Linked DNA regions of Ovis aries: region 2 is linked to region 1. The links are chromatin contacts, called in public Hi-C maps. All regions are on one chromosome and are shown on one strand. Each heading gives the region's core, a stretch centred on a gene start, on an enhancer-like site or on the middle of the called end of the contact. The rest is flanking DNA. Distances are from core to core; before and after follow the strand shown. Region 1 holds the start of PA2G4 (proliferation-associated 2G4). Region 2 holds the start of GDF11 (growth differentiation factor 11).

Region 1 (3,578 bases), core at 621-3,120:
TAGACTTTAAAGGAAGAGGAAAGGGGGGAACCTGGCAGGGGAAAGGAAAATTTTGGCTTACGATCCTTAACCCTGCAGAAAGAATGAGAAGTGAAATCTTGTGGAGTGAAGAAAGAGGTTGGGAGTAGATATTAATGATTACTATTAATTGAGCATTTACTATGTGCCAAGCATCCTGCTAAACTTTACCTAAATTTATCTCACTTCATCCTTGACATCAACTCTGTGACCTAGGTATTAGCCTATTTTACAAATAAGGAAACTGAGCCTTAGAGAGGGACTTGCCTGATGGCTCAGTGGGTTAAGAATCCGCCTGCAATTCAGGAGACACAGGAGACACGGGTTCGAACCCTGGGTCGGGTAGATCCCCTGGAGGAGGGAATGGCAACCCACTCCAGTATTCTTGCCTGGAGAATCCCATGGATAGAGGAGCCTTAAAGAGATTAAGTAAATCAAGTAGCAGGTCCATGATTCAAAATCTTCCAATGCATGTGCTCTTACTGTAAGGTATCAAGGAAAACTGATGTAAGCCAGAGCCCTGGTAAGGGGCATTGTCTTCTTGTTTTTGCACTGAATCAAGTCTAACTCCAACAACTACTGTAGCCTCCTCCTTCACCCTGACCTCTTATCCTAGAAGTGGAAGGGGGTGGTCAGAAGGAAAAATAACTGGACATCTCTGTGTAAACCGTAGCCTACATGTGCTGTATATGAGCTCCACCCAAGGGACAGATTCACGGGGGTCCCAAGAGCCACTTTCAGGAGCTATTCTCATCCAGTCGTGGGAAGCTTCCAGTAGGGATAGAAAGAGGACCCAGCTTCAGACCTCTGTCCCTTTGGATGGGAAACTGGGGTATCTGTTTTTATCCCTGAAATTTTTTGTTTTGTTTTTATACGTCTGAATAAAAATGCCAAAGTTTTGCAGCTTTCTGTCTGTCAAATGAAAACCTGTCAAAGTGTATGAGATAGAACACTCTTTTTCCCTGTCTCTCAGCAGTGGATGCTTCTGTCTCTTGACAATCCTACTGGGCCCCATGTCGCTTTCTCCATCCCTACTTTTCCTTATTCCCTTAAGACGAGCATAGAGCACAGTCCTTTTCATTTTAGGGTTTTACTATTAAATCTCTATAGGGCAACCAACTGGGAATAACAAAACAACGCGTTCAGGGACGTTAGAAAAAGTCCTAAGAGGTAGAATACTGAAATTCATGTTTTAAAACTCATTCTCTTAAAAAAAAAGTCTCCGTGAACACTTCCCCCAGATGGCCATCAAAGCTTGTTAGAACAACAGTGCCATCTTCAGTGGGAGTCCGGTCTTTAGATCGGGATAATCGCTCAGAAATCTGGCTGCCCAAGCAGCCCCTGCTTCCCGGACTCCCTCCCGATCTTTTTCCATACCTGCTCTGCCCCTCCCGGTTCTCCCAGCACCTGAGGACAAGAGGACTGGCCCGGCCGGTCTTGCCGGCCGCTCCAGGGACTCAGGGAAGGGCGTATCCCACCTCCCCACCCTTATTACGATCCTCCCGACTCGCCTCGGCTCCACCCCGCCCCTCAGCCTCCAAACCTATTTCGCTGCCGTAGCTCCGCCCCTCCCCCTTACCCCGCCCCTCTCTATTACGGGTTATCTCTCGTCGTTCCTGGTGTATATGGTTTTTCAGGGAGAAACCACGCTTCTCCTCGTGCTTTCCAACGGCTCCGCCTTCCCGCCGGAGCCTGACCCTTCCCAGCGTGCTCGGCGATTCCAGCGTGCGAGGCTCTCGGAGGGCAAGGCCCCAGGGCCTGGCTTAGGGGCGCGAAAAGCATGCTGGGGATTGTAGTTCAGTAGTCCACGAGGGCGGCTAGGGGTTGGCAGTAGGAGGGACTCATTGTCCCAGCGTGCCCTGCGCCTCAGCCCGCGCGTTCGCAGTTTCTCGCTCTCGCCTGCCCTCCCGCTCCCTAGCTTGCTCGCGCTTTTGCTCGCGGTCTGTTCTCGGATCGAAGGGGTTTCTGACCACAGCTTGTGGCTGAGAAGGGCGACAGAGGCGGCGGCTCAAGAGAAACGAGGCTGCGGTGGTGGTGGGAAGATGTCGGGCGAGGACGAGCAACAGGAGCAAACTATCGCCGAGGACCTGGTCGTGACCAAGTATAAGATGGGGGGCGACATTGCTAACCGTGAGTGCGGCCTCAGGGGTCCGAATATTGAGGCTGGGAGGGAGAATCAAGGGAGACGGTGATGGGTTGGCTCCTGAGAGCTGGAGTGGTGGGGTCACGCAGTGTGGGTTAGTGAGGGCCCAGTTCAGGTCTGCTGGAGGTGGCGTGGTGGGCAGGCTCCGTGTCGCGCCTGGGACCCGAGAGGCTGGGCCTGGGCTGGAGTCTCTGGAGATTCTGGCGGACGGTCGGCAGGGCGGCTGGGAGAAGAGCAGAGCTGGGCCCCTGGCCAGCCCCGACCCTAGGCCGTTGGTAAGGAGGCGAGGTGTACCTCCTGTTCCTCACCCTTCAGTTCAGATTTCTGCCTCTGATATTGGTGGCAGCGAGACCACCTCGAAAATGAAGCGCTTCTATTTTGTCGCGGCTCCCCGCCGTCAGGAGCCTGGCCCGCACGTGTTGCCAGGTCCCCTGCGGCTCGCCGGCTACCTTCCTCCGCTGTGTCCCTGACACCAGCTTGCCTACCACGTGCTTTGCTGTAGTCCTTCGTTCTTTACTTCAACTCCTTCCCTGGTGGAGGCCGCCTTCTACTCTAGGGCCAACTCAGGGACTATTAGAGAGCACCCCATAACTCTTGTTTGACTGTTCTTGAAGTTGTTCATTGTACCTCCAATCTGCGGGGTTGGCTTTAGTTAGTCGTCTAATTTGATCTTAGGTGTTTCACAACTGTGGGAGTGTTTTGAGGTCCTTCTCACCCCAGCCAGTCAAACCTATGAATAGTGCTGTTAAAGGGGGTCTGAAGTTAGAATCTCGTAAGTCATCCTTAATAAGATTGTGCTCTTGACTTTCTCAGCAGCTGCCTGCCACTCTCTACAGATGTCTCGCTTTCTATTTTCTCTCTTTACAATTTAAAACCCAGTTAGAGGACACAAAATGTTTGTCTTTGGGCTTTTAAATGGTTCTGACAGTAAAGACAGGCATTTAGGATGCTTTTGATCCTGTGACTGAAAATCTGAGTTTTTCATACTTTCAAAAAATCACCAAAACTTGGATCACAAAAATAAAATCTGAAGTCCAGGATGGACCATGGAGAGGGTATGGGTGAACAGAATAAATGCTTTGTAACACAATGGATATGTAGTGGTTTAAATCAGGAAAAAAAATTTTCCCTCTTGCAGTTTATAACTTCTGAGGCACCTGTGATTCCCAGTACCAGTTTGAAACTCTTTTGGGTCACATACTTCTTTGAGCCCAGGGACCAAGGTTAAGTCTTCTTGACTTGTTATTTGAAGAAATAAGTCTACATAAATTGAGATTACTAACACCTCCTAATTGGGGTGTCTGGGAAAGGAAGAAAGTAGCATTTAACAATGCATCAGCTTAGAGTCAGCAATTGTATGTCTACCTTCTTGTCCCTGGTGCCTATAAATTTCCTCCAGTCTCCTTTGCATGTGTTG
Region 2 (3,578 bases), core at 439-2,938, 280 kb before region 1:
GTTTATTATTGGAGACATACCACAACAACAAGTGGGAGAGCACACAGAGAAACAAGTCATTTAGTTAAAGAGAAGCAAGGCAGAGAGAAAGGATGTGGGCATCCTCCCTAGTGAGGAGGACCTGACCTCTGGGCTTTAGACTCAATAAATCATCCTGGAGAAACTGAGGGTCTGGGAAGAGGTATCCAAAACCAGAAAAACTTAAGCACTTCAGGAGCACTGTAGTAGCTTGGCGCTCTTCTACTCTGCCCTCTGGCTGTACCCAGGGTTACACCTGAAGACTAGGGCTGGTCCTATATCTGGGTGTCTCCCCTGGGGACTTCACTTTCTCCAACTGAGGTCTCTGAGGACAGATCTCTCTCTCATCCTCGCCCCTACAACTACAAGCCCCTTCTCAGACTTCTGAACCCTGCCAGATCCAAAACTACACCTGGGAATCCAGAGATCCCGATTGCTCTGCAAGCACAGTGGTCTCTGGCGCTGCTTCCTCTCACTCCTCCAGCAGTGGTCCCCAGTCCCTGCCTTTTCCAGCCTACTGACTCCTTTATCAGTGAATCAAGCCTCAATTTCACATTCACATTCTTCCTGGCTCCAAGTCTTCCTCTGGTCTCAGGACTTCCCACCAGCTCTCCACCTTCTCAGGTTGGCCCTAGTCTCTTTTTCTCCTAGCCTCCCTTGCTAACCTCCATGTCCAGTTCTCCCATCTCTTGATCCCCCTGAGGAGACCAGCCTGAAGCTTCTCTCCAGGCCCCTTTCTGATCCTGGGGTCCTTCTCATAGCTGGGGCTCCTCTGGGCTCAAATTCTCCACTGCCTCCCCCTGAACTCTCAGTGCTCCCACCAAAGCTGACTCTCACTGCTGGGCTGTCTTCCCATCTCCGTTTTCCTCTGATTCTCCGCGTCTGCTTCCTCTGTGGGGCTCCCTTGGTATCTCCCAGTCTCTGCCCGTGCCGCCTTCCTCCTCCAGATTTCATTCCCTCTCTCATTCCCGGGCTTCTGGTCCTGCTCCCATGTCTGTGCACCCCTCAATTCCTGTGGTCTGGCCATACCCCCTCTCCTCCCTGGTGGCTCTCTGCCCTGTCTTCTCTAAGTCCCCCACTCGTTATGCCTGTCACTTTCCTTCTCTGTCTCTCTAGTTAAGTCTCTCCTCCCAGTGTCTTCCCCCTCCCCAGACCCTCTTACCCCTGCCTTTGTCTCTCTCATCTCTTCCTCCTGCTCTATCTTTGTGCCCTTGATCGGTGTCCACTTCCCCCCTTTATCTCTCAGGATCCCCTTGGTCGCTCTGACTCTGACTTTCTCTCCCTTCCTCTCCCTCACCCTAGGATCTCTGTCTGCCTCTCTCTGAGTCCTCGCTCCCTCCCTCTCTTTTCCTCGGCTCTCTCCGGCTCCCTCTCTCGCCTCGGATGACAGCGCTGCCTCTTTTGTTGGCTCCGCAGCCAATCGCGGCCGCTGACGACACGGGGGCCGGGGCTATAAAGGGCCTGGCCCGGGCTCGGGCCCCCCCAGCCGCCCGCCCCGGCCGCCCGCCCGCCCCGCCCGCGCGCCCGCCGCCCCCGGCCCCCCCGGCTCCCCCTCGGCCGGGCAGCCCCCAATCCCCACGCCGCCCGGACCCCCTCCTCCCCCTCCCTCCGCCCCCTCCCCGCGGGACTCCGGCGTCCCCGCCCCCCAGTCCTCCCTCCCCTCCCCTCCAGCATGGTGCTCGCGGCCCCGCTGCTGCTGGGCTTCCTGCTCCTCGCCCTGGAGCTGCGGCCCCGGGGGGAGGCGGCCGAGGGCCCCGCGGCGGCGGCGGCGGCGGCGGCGGCGGCGGCGGCGGCGGGGGCCGGGGGGGAGCGCTCGAGCCGGCCGGCCCCGTCCGTGGCTCCCGAGCCCGACGGCTGCCCCGTGTGCGTGTGGCGGCAGCACAGCCGCGAGCTGCGCCTGGAGAGCATCAAGTCGCAGATCTTGAGCAAACTGCGGCTCAAGGAGGCGCCCAACATCAGCCGCGAGGTGGTGAAGCAGCTGCTGCCCAAGGCGCCGCCGCTGCAGCAGATCCTGGACCTGCACGACTTCCAGGGCGACGCGCTGCAGCCCGAGGACTTCCTGGAGGAGGACGAGTACCACGCCACCACCGAGACTGTCATTAGCATGGCCCAGGAGAGTAAGTGGGCGGCGGGGTAGGAGCGGTGGGGTGCTGGTTCCCGCTCCGGCTCCGAGAAAGTGAGCGCCTCCGGCTCCGAAGCGGGGCGCTCCGGGTCACTCCGGCCGGAAACCCTTTTCTGCGAAAACTTGATGGATGGGGGGGCGGGGGCTGCTCCACAAGTTTTCCGAGCTGTGGAGATGGGCTGCGGAATTGTGTGCCCGCCCCGCTGCCGGAGGTGAGGGGGCAAACGGAAAGGGTTGCGAGATACCGCCTCGCACCCGTGTTGTGGGGATTCTGTAGCGGAGGGGAGGGGGCGGCAACTCATCCTGAAGGGTCCTGGTGGAGAGGCTGGAGAACAGAATCGGCAGGCTCCGGGACTCGCGCAGTCCCAGCCAGGCTGCCGTGCTCTCCGCCTCTCAATGGACCTGGCACCGACTCACCGCCCCGTACACCTTGGGCTTTGCAACGCGCCCCTCGGGCTGCCGAAAACCTAGGGCTCCTTTCCGCCTCCCAGGAATGAGATCCCGAGCCCTGTATCTCAGCCAGGGCCCAGCAGGCACCCAGCCGGCACCCATTCCACCGGGAGCCCTTCTGACACCGGCTCTCCCCAGGGGCCGAGAAAGCCGTGCCTTCTTGGTACTAACAGAGCTCAGAGAACTCAACTCCATGGCGCTGGGGCTAAGGGCACCCATTTGGCAACTCAGACCTTAATGTTGTATCTTATATTCACCCGCCTCTAGCCGCAACCAGGCTTGAGGAGCGAGAGAAAGACTGAGGGAGGAAAAAAAATTTGGTAGGAGGGAGGGGAACCCAGGCATCCTAGTCCCTGGCCAAACGTAAGATGAACATGTTAATAGACTTGAGCTGCTTTGAAATTTTATGGCCTGGAAAATCCAGGCCAACACTGCCCCCCCAACCCCACCCCCTGCAACCCCCCCAGCTCTCCCTAAGGTCAAATGATGCCCTTTCCCCCTCCTCGCACTGAGGTGTTCCCCCCACCCACCCCACCCCCAGCAACTGCTGGGAACCAGATCCCCTCATTCCCTTGTGGTTTGGCAAAGTCGCCCCCCTCCCCACCAACTGGTTTTATGGCTCTGAACAGAAGAGGGGGAGACTGGTTTATTGGCAAATGGGTCATAAAAAGCTGAGGGCTGAGGGGAGTCCTAGCAGCCCACCCCCAAGGGAGAGGCACAGGAACCCAGGTGTGCCTCTGGGAGGCTGAGTGCCCAACACTGCCACCAGTTTTTCTGTGACCCTAAGGCCACAGTACTTGGTTAGGGCTGTAAAGAAAAGCACACTCAAGGGACTAGGAAACTATCCTGGGGTGGGGGTGGGAAGGTCTAGGATCTGGTCTTGAGTTCCTCAGTCTCCCTTCTGTTCTTAAGGTTCTGCTTTTATACAAGCAATGGTCAGACTGACTGAGAGCAGAGATGGGGGTTAGAAATCAAGTTAGAAACAAGA

What was found. Hi-C and Micro-C count contacts between places; a contact is called where the count stands out from the background.
Region 2: a contact with region 1 is called in a Hi-C map of muscle, with 5 times the contacts expected there. The contact joins the promoter of GDF11 here to the promoter of PA2G4 in region 1. A contact is called at or near these places in 2 of 16 Hi-C or Micro-C datasets (muscle and skin fibroblasts).

Annotation. Positions count from the first base shown.
Region 1 is chr3:163,431,719-163,435,296 of ARS-UI_Ramb_v3.0, reverse strand. It overlaps PA2G4 (proliferation-associated 2G4), which reads left to right and starts at 1,870. Exons shown (of 15, transcript XM_060412992.1): 1 at 1,870-2,148. The coding sequence starts at 2,061. ERBB3 (erb-b2 receptor tyrosine kinase 3) reads left to right here. Exons shown (of 28, transcript XM_027967607.2): 28 at 1-921.
Region 2 is chr3:163,716,309-163,719,886 of ARS-UI_Ramb_v3.0, reverse strand. GDF11 (growth differentiation factor 11) reads left to right here and starts at 1,688. Exons shown (of 3, transcript XM_012176070.5): 1 at 1,688-2,135. The coding sequence starts at 1,691.